Regions from separate parts of the Mus musculus genome. Here regions 2 and 3 are each linked to region 1. A link is a contact called in public promoter capture Hi-C data. All regions are on one chromosome and are shown on one strand. The core of a region is the stretch at or near the end of the contact, and the rest is flanking DNA. Distances in the headings are between cores, read along the strand shown.

The links. Promoter capture Hi-C pulls out the DNA fragments that hold promoters and counts their contacts.
Region 2: a contact with region 1 is called in a promoter capture Hi-C map of hippocampal neurons, with 3 times the contacts expected there. The contact joins the enhancer-like site here to the promoter of Epha8 in region 1. A contact is called at or near these places in 6 of 39 promoter capture datasets (embryonic stem cells, hippocampal neurons, liver and 1 more), 1 of 15 datasets of contacts at CTCF or cohesin (embryonic stem cells), 8 of 484 Hi-C or Micro-C datasets (the G1E-ER4 cell line, cerebral cortex, embryonic stem cells and 2 more), 3 of 115 datasets of contacts at active chromatin or transcription factors (embryonic basal ganglia, embryonic midbrain and embryonic stem cells) and 3 of 9 other capture datasets (adipose tissue, embryonic stem cells and macrophages).
Region 3: a promoter capture Hi-C map of hippocampal neurons shows a contact between it and region 1, with 2.5 times the contacts expected there. The contact joins the enhancer-like site here to the promoter of Epha8 in region 1. A contact is called at or near these places in 8 of 39 promoter capture datasets (HPC-7-derived erythroid cells, cranial neural crest, embryonic stem cells and 3 more), 3 of 484 Hi-C or Micro-C datasets (the G1E-ER4 cell line, liver and nephron progenitors), 3 of 115 datasets of contacts at active chromatin or transcription factors (pancreatic cancer cells and stem cell-derived neural progenitor cells) and 2 of 9 other capture datasets (embryonic stem cells and liver).

What each region holds. Positions count from the first base shown.
Region 1 is chr4:136,955,378-136,958,077 of GRCm38.p6, forward strand. It overlaps Epha8 (Eph receptor A8), which reads right to left and starts at 1,439. Exons shown (of 17, transcript NM_007939.2): 1 at 1,280-1,439. The coding sequence starts at 1,370.
Region 2 is chr4:136,648,335-136,651,143 of GRCm38.p6, forward strand. Ephb2 (Eph receptor B2) reads right to left here. Exons shown (of 16, transcript NM_010142.4): 16 at 1-2,809. Among named protein-coding and RNA genes, the nearest start is that of Lactbl1, 27 kb to the left of the region's middle. Within about 2 kb of position 1,272, at least 55 of the 459 cell types and tissues checked have an H3K27ac peak or open chromatin away from gene starts, as enhancers often do. A contact at or near this core is called in the G1E-ER4 cell line, cerebral cortex and hippocampal neurons, where this site is marked.
Region 3 is chr4:137,293,657-137,296,356 of GRCm38.p6, forward strand. Wnt4 (wingless-type MMTV integration site family, member 4) reads left to right here. Exons shown (of 5, transcript NM_009523.2): 3 at 1,785-1,916; 4 at 2,004-2,146; 5 at 2,656-2,700. Among named protein-coding and RNA genes, the nearest start is that of Wnt4, 17 kb to the left of the region's middle. Within about 2 kb of position 1,410, at least 17 of the 459 cell types and tissues checked have an H3K27ac peak or open chromatin away from gene starts, as enhancers often do. A contact at or near this core is called in hippocampal neurons, where this site is marked.

The DNA of each region.
Region 1 (2,700 bases), core at 189-2,688:
AATCATAAGTAGATAGGCAGCCATTTCTGCCTGCCCACCTGTCCCTTAGCCACCCTGAAACATCCCCCTCCCCCCACTTCCCTGGTTTTGCTTTCCCTGAGGACAGTACTTTACCTATGTCAGAGTACATGTGTTTCACCGGACCTGCATGCAAATCTGAGGGTCTGTTTCTGTTTGTGCTGCGGTATCTACATGCATACGTGGGTGTCACACATACTCACATGTGCGCGCGTGTGTGTGTGTGTGTGTGTGTGTGTGTGCAATGGCTGCCCTGCTGTGTGCATGATGGGGTTTGGGGAGGGGGGTGCCGTCCACACATGAGGTTCTGCTAGCCTGGGTCTATGTGGATGAACCTGTGGGCTGAGTGGGCCTCCTGAGCTGAATGCTGGGCATGGAGCTCTCTGAGCAAATAGTTCAGCTTGCTTGGGACTGGAGGACACGGTAAATCCTAAATCCAGCCTGTCTCGTGAGACCGGCTTTAGCTCTAAACAGTGGTCTTGCACAGCATGCTAAGGAGAGTCTCTACAGGAGCCAGGGTGTGTGGGGCAAAACCCCTTGGTTCATTGCAATGTCCAGTGGGACCTAAGAAAAGGTGTGGGTGGGCAGCCCTGGAGCCAGTCTCAGCTCTGGGCTTCCTTTCTTCATCAGAAGTCATTTCCCAGAGTCTTTTGGTCCTGAGGACTCGGTGCCCCTCCCACCTTGCTGGGGCCCCGGGTGAAGGGACCACCTGGCTTTGATTCAGACAAGACCCCGTTCTCTGAGCCACTGTGCCTGTCTCTCCCAGTCCATTGCTCTCTGCACCTCCTGCCACTGGTGCCACTGCCTGGGTGTATGTGTCCCTATTCCCTGGCCAGCCTATGCCCCCACCCCACTCTCAAGACACCCATCATCCCGGTGTTTCTAGCCCCCTGTTCTCTGTCTGGCCCCAGCCAGTTCGTGGCCTTGTGCTCAAAGCCATCTTCAGCCCCCTTTCCTTCAGTCCTCTGTACCTTGTCCCCGATTTTTGGATTCTTGCGTCTCCCTGTCCGTCCAGTGCCTTCAGCCCGTTTGGTCCTCGGTTCCCATCCCTTGCCTTCTTTCTGAACCCTCTCTCCTCCATACCTCTTCTGTCTTCTGTCCGGTCCTGTCCCCTTGTCCCCAGCCTCCGATTCTCAGTCCCCAGGGCATCCTCCCTCCGACCCTGCCCATGCCATCCTGCGCCCAGGCTGGCTGAGGTCGAGGCGGGGAAGTTGCGCCCCGGGCAGCACCGCCCCCGCCCCCGCCCCGCCGCGCCGCTCACCTTCGCCGCGCCCCGCGGACACGCAGGTGGCCGCCGCCGCGGCCGTGACGACCCAGAGAGCGGGGGACAGGCGGGCCCGGGCGGGGGCCATGGCCGGGCGGCGCCGCGCTCCTCGGGCTCGGCCCGGCGGCCGCGCGTGGCGCGCTCCTGCCTCTCCCGCACCCCGGCCGGCGCACACGCGGCTCAGCCGCACGCGGGCACCCGCGCCCGCCACCGCCCCGGGCGGGGCCGCCCCCGCGCGCAGCCAATCAGCGCCGGGGCGGGCGGGACGCGGAGCCCGCACCGCGGCCACCGGCCGGCAGCACGTGCACACGCCCGCCCGGGCCGGCTCGCGCCTGGGGGCGTTGGCCCCGTGCCACTCGTGGGCCGCACCGCAAGCACGCGACCTCGCTACCGCGGCCAGCCTGGGGATGTCCCGGAGGACGCACACGGGACGCACCGCCGGTTCTCCCACTCCTGCCCATGCAATACCTCGCAGGGGACCGCGCGTGCATTCTTTCTAGTTTATGGGCCCATAGACAACTCAGTGGTACTTGGAGTTGACAAATCGCTCTGCCTCCCCACCTCCAGGACTGGGTGGTCACCGAGGTTCAGAGAGGCCATACAGATGGGTGTTCCAGAGAGCTGGACTCCCTGGCTTGTGTGGCTTCAGGCAAGTTTCCAGCACTGGCTGAGCAAATCAGGAATCACTGGGCCTGTGCCCCAGGGCTGCGGTGAGAGTTCCGTGAAAGGGCCCAGGTAAGCTCCCAGCATCCTTTAAGGGCACACAGCCAAGCTGGCCAGTGGCTGAGGTTTCCTGCTCCTTTCTTATGCAACGCCCATCCATCCTGGGAGGATTGCAGGCTGGGGGTATCCTGTCCTGTCTGATCATGCAATGTCCCCTGGGGAGGACCGACCGCAGTTCAACCCTCTGAGCAACCTCTGGAAACCAACTCAAAGTATGACTACCAGTGAGAATGGGACCTACCAGTTCCTGATTGGCACAACCTTCTGCCTAGGTCACACAGAGTGAACAAAGACCACTTGGGGAACACATACATACATGCCCTATGGGTTAGCTCTTTCTTTCCGGGCATTATAAACACACCCACTCTAGTTTAAGCCCCATATGTGCCTGCAGGGAGGAGGAGGGAAGGAAACTAACGCTAGGTCCCCCAGCTAGATGCTCGAGAGGAATCCAGAGGGTTTGTCTCTGAAGCTCATTTCTTTGCTCTGTATATCTTGATCGCAGAAGGGGAGGGGCAGTTCCATTTCAGAACTCCTTCTAGCATATCGAACAAACTACCTCAAAAATGTAGTGAGCCACCTCTTCACCAGAGAGAGAGATTCAAGCAGTCACTAAGCTAGAGATTGTCAAGGGAGTGGCAGAAGGTAGAAGAGGCAAATCTGACTGAACCCAGAGTGGGGAACTCAAGTACCCA
Region 2 (2,809 bases), core at 22-2,521, 310 kb before region 1:
TCTCATTTTGGGAGGCAGTGGAAGGGATGAGAGTGCTCCTTGGAGGGAGGACGTGTTGGCAGCCATGAGATAATGCATCCATGTGTCCCAGGAAAGAAACCTTGTATGGAGACCATCATAGGAAAGGCAGTGTGGTGCCTCTCCACCCCACTGCTTCCTCGCTGGTATGGGGTGATCTTGCTCCAGTTCTCTCTGTCCAGGCGGAGCCCCACAGTGGGCTGTCAGAGCCCCCCAAGCAAGTGGGTACTGCAGCCTGCAAGAGGGTTTTGAAGAAGCAGATGGGCCAGCCTTCTCCAATCAGACCTGGTGAGGGTCACTCCAAGGGAGGTTTTATATTCCCCATCATCCATCTGTAACCAGATTCCCCAGCTTGCATTACTGTCTCCCCCTCTTCTCTTTCTCTCCCCCTCTCTCTTTGTGCTTTTTTCCCCCTTTTCTTTCTTTCTTTTTTTCTCCCTGCTAGGGCCCCTGAGTTTGGGTAGCGTCGAACCATGGGGCTTATGATGTCAAGAATTAGCACAGATTTGCCTAGTGATGGACTCTCACAAACACAAATTCTTTCCACTGGCCTCTTAGGAGATTGCGTTTGGTGAGTCATAAAATCTTGGGGTCTTTTAGCCCTTGGAATGCTACAATTCTTGGCTCAGCAGGGCCCAGAGTATATGTGCTAGCTCTTAGATGGTTTCTGGCCTTTCCTTGTTGCTTGCCTTCCCTTCCCTATGCCATACCCCCTTTTTCCAGCAGGGGGAGCCAGGCCCTCGAGGAACAGGGAGCCCCAGGTGCCTTTGCTCATCTGCTGTCACCTCAGTTTGGGTAGTGGGTAGGCTCAGGAGACTTGAGGGTCAGGTTTACCTAGAAGGTCCACCCAGCCCTAGTTTGGCCCACCAGGCCAGGTATTGAGCGAGCATGTCTGCGCTGTGGTGTTGGGGCGTTGGGGTCTCCACAGGGTGGTCCCGGCTGGGACGCAGGGCCCCTGTGAAGTATTAGGTTCCTGATTCTTCCCGGATCAGCTTTCCCGAAGCAGTCGTCCTGCTGTGAACTTAACTCAGCTGGACTCTGGGGCTTCGGGGGTCTTTTTGATTTTTCTGAAACCCTAACCCAGTCTGGGCACATTCCTGAGGGTTCGTCCTGCCTTCTCCACTGTCAGGGTCTTAGTTTGTGTCTGGGCTTTGGGCATCTTATCTGATATGAGGCTCCACCCTAAGCGCTGCTCAGTACACTCGGTGCAGATTGTTACAGGGTTGTGGGTGGGAGGCGGGAGGAGGCGGAGCAGGGGGCCCTCCGGGGCGGGCAGGAATCTCCCACTGTTCAGATGGGGAATTCTGACTCAGGGAGGCATGGTGGAGCCCTGGAATCCTCAATTCGACATGCAGTAGTGGGTAAGGTGCTTATCCTATGGGTGATTACAAGCACTTGCAAACACACGTTCAGTCAGCAGGCTGTAGGTGTTAGGATTGGCTGGGTTCCCCCCACCCCCCTTGAGAGCCATGTTCCTCACTAGCGAAGAGGGGGCAGGGAGATTTTGGCACTTGGCATAGGGTAATCTGTTCAGATATTAGTCCTTGAGGCTTCAATCGCCTGAGGCCAGCTTGCTGGGTGGGGGTCGGGGACTCTCTGAACCCACTTTGGCCCAAGTCCTTTCTTGAGGCCAACACCCCAACACTGGTTTCTCTGTGGGAAAAGCTGACTGGGGCCAAGCTCGCTCTCCAGCCAGTTTTGTGGTAACAGTCACTGGCTGGGAATCTGAGGCAAGGCTGGCTGGCTGGTGGTGTATGCCCATGTGTGGACATCATAGCTACAACCAGAAGCAGATGGGCTGAGGGTGTAGCTCAGTTGGTAGAGCGCTTGCTTCCCAAGCACAAAGACCCCGGCTTCCCGACCCTAGCACTGCAAAACCAGACGTGGTGGTGTGCGCCTGTAATCCCAGCCCTTGGGAGGTAGAGCGAGGAGGATCGGACGTTCAATAGTGGTCATCCCTGACTGCACAGTGAGTTTGGGGTCAGACTGGGATATATGAGACTCTTTCAAAATAAAAAGAGATGAATCAGGGAACACAAAGCCAAGCTCCTCTCTCCCAGGCTGCGGAAGTGGAGTCGGGTTTGTCCGTGTTGGAAAGTAAATGGCAGAGTCTGGGCTCTCTTGGAGTCCCGAGGGCTCTTCCAGGGGCTTGCTGGAAGCTCCTCTTTTGATTTGATGGCTGAAACTGACTCTTTTTTTTTTCTAGAACACTGGTTCTCAACCTGTGGGTCGTGACCACTTTGGGAGTTGAATGACTCCATTCTCAGGGGTTGTCTAAGTCCACTGGAAAACACAGATATTTACATCATGATTCATAACAATAGCCAAGTTACAGTTATAAAGTAGCAATGAAAACATTTTTATGAGCTAGGTGGTAGTGGCGCACCCCTTTAACCCCAGCACCTAGAAGGCAGAGGGAGGTGGATCTCTGTGAGTTCAAGGCCAGCCTGGTCTACAGAGTGAGTTCCAGAACAGCCAGGGCTACACAGAGAAACCCTGTCTCAAAAAGCCAAATCAAACCACAACAAATGGTTGGGGGTCACCACACCGTGAGGAATTGTGTTAAAGGGTTGCAGCATTGGGAAGGTTGAGAACCACTGCTCTATAATCTAATGGTAGTCCTACTAATCTCTGCTTGGTAGCCTCTGTGGCTGGACCTTAATTCCATGCCCTACACTCACACCAACTCATGCCCCACAACACCTCCAGATGTTTTTGCGCTGCACTGTTGAAGCTGCTACGTTTTGGAGTGACCTTTCTCTCAGCCTGTAGCCTCCCCCTGAAAGCCCAC
Region 3 (2,700 bases), core at 160-2,659, 340 kb after region 1:
TCAGACAACACCTGCACATAGTAGGCTTCCTGAGCTGCAGCTATGGTTAATAAGGTCTTGGAGAGCTACTTCCTTCATCCAGTCACTCAGAAAATGATTATGGTGACCTCACTCAAATGAGACAGTGCTCTTCCGAGCAACCCCATGGCAGGACTGGGACCCCTTAAGAACCACTGGCACAAGGGGGCAGAGGTGAACAAGAGCCAGGGTTGGGCAGAGACTGCCTGGGCAGTTAAAGAAGCAAAAGGGACCTCCTAGGGCAGAGGGCTAAGGCCACCCACCAGTCCCATCAGCCCCATCTCCTGGGACTGCCCTTCCCCCTTGGTCTTTGGGGCAACGATTTGTGCTGGTTCAGGCCTGGAAATACCAGAAATACCAGAAACTGAAGTTGTCTCTTTGGGCGGCCACAGCATAAAACCAACCAACATGAGCCTGCTATTAACCTCAATTAGCTTGGAGAAGATTCCATCCCAGACTCCCTTGCTCCAGCCAAGCCCCTCAGTGCAGGCCCAAAATGGCCAAGCAGCAAGTGGGCAGTGGAAAGGACCGTGGGTGGCACTCCCTGCCTAAGAAAGAACTGCACCGAGAACAGGGTGTCCTGCGTGTTGGGGGCTGAGCTGCCTCCAACTCCAGCGCCCAGGCTAGGCTGCCTCTGTCCACAGAGCAGCACAGTGGAGGTGACCGTTCTCATCTGACCGTGGTGACTGCTCCCTAGGGCAGCTGGGAGCACAGGCCTGGGTGTTGCAGAGGTAATTGCCAACCAGGGGGCCAAAGCCTGCCCCCACCACTCTTGTGGACACAGACCCTGCATCTAAAGACAGAAGGCCAGCCACAGCACACAGAGGCCCTCACAGGGTCCTGGATAGAGAGCAAGGCCCACTGTCTGGTAACACACCCAGCCCAGTGGATGCTCTGCTCACACACTGCCCCAGCTCACCCCCAAGAAAGAGACTCCACAACAGCTACCCCCAAGGCACAGTTCCTAGGAGGATAAAAACATCCATTCAGGCAGGGGAGGAGGGCTGTCACCAAAATAGAATTGCTTAGCAGCGATGGGCAGAAGATGCAAACACTACAGAGAGGCGGGCAGACCTGTGCTACAGACCCCTGTCTCTATCACCTGATCACGGGGACTGGGGCGGGCTTGTGGGCAATACCCTCCTTCCCCCCAGTCAGCAGGAGGGGCTCGATGCTAGGAGCTGCCAATGCTATGGCTTGTTTTCAAGTCTCAAGGAAGCAGGAGACATTGTGAGCTGCAGGGCCAGCCTGAGGAAGAGCAGGGTCACAAGGGAGAACTTAGAGCCCAGGGAACTGTTCAACAAAGGAGCAGAGCTGGGGTGGCAGTGTGACTGCACCCCTTCACAGCCGCTGCAGCCCCCTCAACTCCCCAGATTGTCACAAAATGACATGAGGATCCCTTGCCTTCTGGAGGAGGCAGTGGGAATGGCATTCTTCAGGAGCTGAGCGATCAGACCCTGAAGCCAGGCTGTCTGCTGGCTCAGCCACGTGCTGCGGGACAAGCTGCCAAGGCTCTGTAAAATGGGGGTGACCATAGCTCTTGCCTCACCAGGATGTTGGGAGGACGCGCTGGTCCTCACGTGGGGAGGAGGTTCAGCTACTGGTGTGATCAGAACCAGGACCTACTGTGTGCTCGGCAGGCAGGCTTGTCCCTCCTTGGTGCCCAGCATTCAGCAGGCCTCATATGCCTCTCCTGTTCTGCAAGGAAAATACAGATGTGGTGGGTGCCCCAGGACCTAGCCCTTTCCTCCCTCTGCCTCCCACAGGGACCCGGGAGGCGGCCTTTGTATACGCCATCTCTTCAGCAGGTGTGGCCTTTGCAGTGACAAGGGCATGCAGCAGTGGAGAACTGGAGAAGTGTGGCTGTGACCGGACAGTGCACGGGGTCAGCCCACAGGGTAAGCATATCTGTCCAAAGGGAAGGACAGGGGCCTAGCCCCAGGCCCAAACTCACCCCAGAACTCTTTCTGCCCTCCACACCCCAGGCTTCCAGTGGTCAGGATGCTCGGACAACATCGCCTATGGCGTAGCCTTCTCACAGTCCTTTGTGGACGTCCGGGAGAGGAGCAAGGGGGCCTCCTCCAGCCGGGCACTCATGAATCTTCACAACAACGAGGCTGGCAGGAAGGTAGAGTGGTACCAACCCCATCGACACTGGGGCAGGGCTGCACGGGCAGAGTCCCCGTGGAAGTTCGTCTTCTCATCGGGCACCTCTGTAGGCCAGGGGTTGGTAGTGGGGGGCCAGGGGGAGCAGATCCAGTCCAGTCCACCCAGATATCATGTGCTTAACTTGCGATCCCATCTGCCTTCCTGATATCTACACCCAGGGTCCCTGTGGAGATTCAGCACAGCACTGTATTCCTTGGGTCACCTGTCACTCACTCAAATGCTTCCTACAACACTGCCCTTCACTGTGTCTGCCAGCAACTCCAAGTGCCCCCAAGTACAGGACAGCACCTTGTCCCCAACACTGCTTGCCAGCTCAGCGTAGGATCCAGTAGATGTTTATACAAAGCAGGCATGACAGTGAACCCCTTGATTATGCATCTGTCCTCCTGGCCACCTGTTGAGCCCCAGGGGACCCTCCCCCCTCCTCCACTCTCCCTGACCACCCCTCTCCCTCCTCTTCCCGGACAGGCCATCTTGACACACATGCGGGTGGAGTGCAAGTGTCACGGGGTG